Linked DNA regions of Rattus norvegicus: region 1 is linked to region 2. The links are chromatin contacts, called in public Hi-C maps. All regions are on one chromosome and are shown on one strand. Each heading gives the region's core, a stretch centred on a gene start, on an enhancer-like site or on the middle of the called end of the contact. The rest is flanking DNA. Distances are from core to core; before and after follow the strand shown. Region 1 holds the start of Mettl9 (methyltransferase 9, His-X-His N1(pi)-histidine). Region 2 holds the start of Eef2k (eukaryotic elongation factor-2 kinase).

Evidence for each region. A called contact is a pair of places that touch in the nucleus more often than the background predicts.
Region 1: a contact with region 2 is called in a Hi-C map of liver, with 2.3 times the contacts expected there. The contact joins the promoter of Mettl9 here to the promoter of Eef2k in region 2. A contact is called at or near these places in 2 of 12 Hi-C or Micro-C datasets (both in liver).

Annotation. Positions count from the first base shown.
Region 1 is chr1:185,007,820-185,010,822 of GRCr8, reverse strand. Mettl9 (methyltransferase 9, His-X-His N1(pi)-histidine) reads right to left here and starts at 1,507. Exons shown (of 5, transcript NM_001163164.1): 1 at 1,343-1,507. The coding sequence starts at 1,507.
Region 2 is chr1:184,823,050-184,825,834 of GRCr8, reverse strand. Eef2k (eukaryotic elongation factor-2 kinase) reads right to left here and starts at 1,415. Exons shown (of 18, transcript NM_012947.3): 1 at 1,199-1,415. It overlaps LOC102556194, which reads left to right and starts at 812. Exons shown (of 2, transcript XM_063279604.1): 1 at 812-1,779; 2 at 1,984-2,407. The coding sequence starts at 951. The coding sequence ends at 1,589.

The DNA.
Region 1 (3,003 bases), core at 258-2,757, 180 kb before region 2:
AACACAGCATTTCCAAGTTCTTGTACCACATGGGCAAGAGGCACCTGATCCTGTATAATTACCAGTGTAGTACTTCAGAGTTGTCTCTATGACACTGAGCCACCATAAAATAGTCCGTGGCAAAAAGCATGGTTATACAATTTAAGATTGTATACTAAGTTTATATGCACTCCCAACAGACCCACATAAAGGTCATCTAAAACACCACGATCACTAGGGAATTTAAAATAATGTAAATCTAGGATTCCTTCCAAAATAGAAAATGAAGTCTGAGTATTGATCAAGTTTCCAGGACCTGAGTTCCATCCCAACATCATAAAAAACAACACAACCCAGTACTTAGCAAATAAAACCATAATGCTACTTTTATACATAAAAAGGTGAGGTTCAAATGACACGAGGAATAATTCCTTACATCTCTCTGTAAAACAAGATGTACTAAACTCGGGCATTTAGAAGCCCAAAGTTTGTCTAAATTCAAAGGCTTCTTCTCTTCTGTGACTGCAAGGTTAACCACAAACTACTTACAGTCAAATATCTCCCTCTTAATTCAACAGCTGACCCATGTATGTTTCTTTAAGTGGTAGAAATAGCTAAGGAAAAGACCATCCAAACCCATCCTACTGGTAGAACCCCCCCTCCCCTCCGCACCCCACCACGGCTCACAATCCATAACTACAGGAATTCACAGCTGTAAAGTTCAGATTGTAAAAACCTCTCCCTCTAAAGCTTGCATCATCTTGCTCCTCCTTCCAACCTTTCTGGTCAGCTAACTAAACCCAAGTTTAAAGGACACGTCTCATAGGCAGAGGGGGAGGAGGGTTCCTAGGCTGGGAGCCCAGACCTGTCAAACACATTTTTTAAGTGCTTCGGGGAAATGTCAGTCGAAACGTTCACGAGGCCCAGTTAAATGTCTTTATAACCCTTTGTATATCCAGAGAGTCGGCTAGACAAAAAGAGACCGGCTTTCGGGTTTTGTTCCTCTGAGGGAGAGGAGGGCTGGGGCGGTTTTCTGCTCAGGCCCCTGTGCCAGTTGTGTGGCCCACCCCAAAGTTGCTCGGGTCCGGAGGCCAGACGCGGACGCCCGGCGAGGACGCGGCGGACGGCCTGGAACAATGCGGGGCTCCGGGGCGCCCACGCTGGGGCCTGGGGAGCCAGGCAGCAAAGGCTGTCCCCCGCCCGCGCCGCCAAACAAAAGGCGCCGCTGGGCCAGCGCCCGGGCCCGGAAAAGTTTGTGAGAGGCTGGGGCCGAGGCCCGCGCGCGCCGCCCCGCACAATGGCCCGGCCGAGCGCGGGAAGGCCGAGCGCCACGCCCCCGCTCCGCAGGGCCGCGGCCCAGTACCTGGTGCGTGTCCTTCCCGCCGCCCGTGGCCGCCGCTGGCCCGCCAGGGCCGCTAGTCATGTTCACGTACAGAGAGCGGGAGAGCGGGCTCCGCAGCGTCCACATCCTCCGCGCCAGCCACACGGACGCCAGGCTCAGGCACAGCCAGCCCGCCAACAGTCTCATCGGGGGGCCGCGGCCGCCAGCTCGGATCACCGCCGGGCCCAAGCCCAGGAGGAGGAGGAGGAGCCGCCGCCTCCGGCCACCGTCGTCGCCGCCGGAGCTCGAGCCATCGCCGCCAAGTCGCCCGTGCAGCCCCCTTCGGGGCCGAGGCGGGGAGGTGGGAGGAGCGGCAGGCGCACGGCCTTCTCACGTCCCCCGCGGCCCTTCCCGACCCGGAACGCCAAGGACTCCAGCTCCGGTTTCCACCCGGTGCACGTACAAATGCAGGAGGGGCGTTCTCCCTGCCCAATGAGCGGAGACGGGGAGGCCCGGGAGGTGGAAGAAAGGGCGTATACGTTCTCCGTGGCGCCGCCTGGACTCATAATGGCGGAAGGTTGGGGGAGACTTCTTACAGGGGTTACTGGACTCTTGACGCTCCGAGGAGGGCCTGCAGGACTTCCGGTCTTTCCTTGCCTTAGTAATAACTACCCAATGGGCCCCTCGACTACTCCTTTGACCTAAATGTTCACACTGACTCGAGGACGAAGGGACCTCATCCCTTTCCCGAGTCGTGATACACTCAGACCCAGCTTAATTCGACAGACCAGCGCTGCCCTTCTTGCTACAGTCATGTCTATTTAATAATTCTGTCTGGGGTCAGCGAACCTGACTCCCAACTCAAAAAACCACCCGGTAGCGGAGAATCTAGGGGAAAAAGGACCTCACTGCTACTCCCAGCCCCAGCATTCCTAAGCCTGAGGAGCTGCTGTCACAGGTCTTCACATGAAGCCTTCATGAATGGAAGCTCTGCTTTGTTGGAAGCTGATGCTGCTGGAGCACTCAGTGAAATGTGATGGAAAATAACAACTTTTCGACAACAAAGGCCACAACTTTCCTTGTTTCCTTGAGCTGACAGAAGTTGGGCCAGGCACTCAGTCTGGGGAGATGTAGCCAGATGTTTCTTAGATCATTTATAGCGGGAAGAAGCCCAATGTTTCTAAACTGAGGGTTCCTGTGTCTCAACTTCCTGTTGTTACTAAGCTACAACTAGAGAGTAACATATTTCCTAGCCCAGCTACTCACATCTTCCTAGGTTTGGAAAAACACGATTTTCATTTGACAGCACCAGAGATTCTGTACATTCTTTAGTATAAAACAATTCATCTTTATATTAATTTCATCACACTACATTAATGAGATTTCCATTTATGAAATAGTGTCCCAGAGATGAGAAATGTCACCCCTTACCACAAACTCTTTAGGTGTTAAAGAATCTCTGCCTTCTTTCCATATTAAGAATATTTTATTACCTAATGTGCATAGAATATAACAAAATACTTCATATTCTCTCATTCTGGTATATTCCCTGACATCTCCCTGTTAGGTATAAAACCAAAGACTAAACCTTGCTAAATTATGCTCAACTTTCCAGAAGTACTGGTCCAACATACATAAAAGAAGCTATAATAGTGAGTGCAAATGACTGTATTATGTCACCTCTTTGAGCTCCAATAAAGTTC
Region 2 (2,785 bases), core at 166-2,665:
AAAGCTGTTACTACTTGGTTGCTATGCTGGTCCTGAAGTTCTTCTTCACAATAGAAATTAAGGTAGAGAAGGAGCCCCGAACAACAGCTCGGTTCTCTGGGCACCCTACGTTCCTACACGAGGTTCCCAGGCGTAAATTAACAGCTGCTAGCGCTGTAGGTGACAAGACCTCTTGAGTCTGACCAGTGCAGGGTAAAAGGTTTGAAAATATGTTTGTGAAACAGCGTGGCAAGAGTCATTCAGGAAAGTGACAGCTAACGCGCTCTGACCCTGGTATTTCAAAAGAACCTAGGTATTTGGAACAAAGAGCCGACCCCCACCCCAGCCCCTTTCTAGCTCCCGCCTGCCTTTCCTTTCCCGGGAACTGTTGCCGCCGCAGAGAAGGATGAAGAGCTGTCTAAGGTCGAGGTTTGAACACGGCCTGGGCCCTCTCCTTCCATTGGTTTCATCCTCCTCACCGCGCAAACAGCACCTTCTCCGGGAAGTCTTCCCAAAATTTCACTCTTAACCCCCACACTCAGAGTCCTAGTTTACTTACTCTACATTCCCTACCTAGCCTCCGTGGGTCTGGGGGCCTCTTTGGACCTCGGCGTTCTCCTCCGTAAAATCTGTTCAGTGGTCCCAGCGCCCCCAAGGAGAATCCCCAAGTCAGATCTCACTCCTCCGAAATACACGCGATCAGTCACACACAGGGCGCAGCTGGGCAGGTTCCCCGCAATTCCCTTAACAGACACAAGCTAGATTTGGCCCGAGGCTTACCCGGGAGGTCCCCGCCCCCGCGCCACCAACTGCATATGAATGCTCAGCCCCTTGGCGCACAAGTCTCCAACGCCTGCCAACACCCCAACTCCCTCAACAACAATGCTGCAAGGGCGTATGCTGCACAGATCTCGAGATTCCTCGACTGAGGCTCGCACAGGCCTCTAGTGTGGGGGAACCTCGTGAGGGGAATGCTGCTTGAGCGCTTCAGAGGGACAGGCGGGTTCTCCGAGACACGAAGGAGAGACCCTGGCGGAAGCCCGCGTGCGCTGCCTGGTGCAACCCGAACGGCGCCCGCCCATCGCTTGCCAGCGTCTTTCATTCTTTTCTTTATAGGCGCAAATACTGAGCCCCGCGGAAGCTCTGCAACCAAAGAAGCTCCTTTCGGGGGGCCACTGCAGCTGGAGGCGCGGGCTCCCCATCCAGCCCGGTCACCTACCTCCCAAAGTGGGACAGGCGCGACAGCCGCTGCCCACGGCCGCAAGGATCCCGAGGAGCTGGCAGAGGCTGGCGGCCGGACGCTCCAGGGTGCAGGGCGGGAGGAGAATCCTGGGGTACGAGCGCACGCGACAGAGAGCCAGGCCCGCAGCCGCAGTGGGGTGCCTGGAGACGTCCGAGCGCTGGAGCGGAGCGCCGGCTGGAGCTGGGGCTGTTGTGGCTGGGGTTGGAGCCGGAGGCTGGGACCAGAGCTGGGGCGGGACCGACGTACGGGGCGCACGCCCGGGCTCACGTGGCTGCCCCGGGTGGCCATCACCTCCCTGCAGCCCTGCAGCCGCCGCGTTCTTTTGGCTCCCCCGCCTGTTGAACGCTTCCTGAGCGTTTGGGTCTAAAGCCGGTTACTGTGCCGCGTGAGTCTCTTTTCCGAGCAATAGCCTAAAAGGCTTTTATCAGAAAATCTTTAGAATTTCTCGACTTCTGTTTTGAAGAAACTTAAGACACTTTCCAAGAGAGGGAGGGGGAATGCAGGAGAGGGTGAAACAACAAAAATTGTGTTGAAAACTCAAAGAATCCAAATTCATGGTAAGCATATATGTATTTAATATTTACATAGAATATACAAATTTATAAATATAAGTGTAAAATTATAAATATGTGAACAATATATATAACCTATAATTTTGTTTAAATTTAATGTTTATATAAATATATATTTGGTTTAAATTTAATGTTTAATGTTTGACAATTCCAAATATTTCTGTCATTTTTACTTAATATCTTCATCAGGGCCGGGCAGTGGTGGCACATCCTAGGACTCAGGAGGCAGAAGCAGAAGAAACTTCGTGAGTTTGAGGCCAGCCTGGTCTACAGAGGGAGTTCATCTAGTCTGTGCCATTTATATTTGACAATTTGACACAAACCCAGGTCATCTGGAAAGAGAAAACGTCAACTGAGAAAATGCCTCCAAGAGATTGGCCTGTGGGCCATTTTCTTAATTGATGATTGATTTGGAAGGGTCCAGCTCACTGTGGGCGGTGCCACCCCTGGGCAGGTACTTCTGGGTATACTCTAAGCAAGCAGGCAAAGCAAGCCAATAAGCAGGGGTCCCCAGTGTTCTCTGCTTCAGTTCCTGCCTCAGGTGCCTGCCCTGACTTCCCTTCAGGACAGACTGACTGTATGCTATAAGCCGAAATAAACCCTTTCCTCCCCAGGTTGCTTTTGCCATGGTGTTTTATCACAGCACCTGACGGTCTGTAATATTGTGTTACTGGTAACAAAAGGAGTACAATTGCTCCTCCTAACTCTCATCATGACCTTCTCAGCTGTCCTCCACTTAGTGCACAGAACTCAGGCTAGGAAAATGACTTTTCCAAGCTTACACAGTAAGTGGGTAAGTGGCAGAGGCAAGGTTTAGTCCAGATCTTTATAGGTCTGTGCCCTATAAACTCTTTGGTGATTGAGAGCAGTAAACCTGTTCTCCTGGGGAAGTCAGGGCTTCAGACCTGATAGCATGAACATTCCCTGCAAAAAATTGACTCCTCCCACTTCTTTCCTGAGCCAGGGCCTTTCTACACAGCTCTGACTGTTG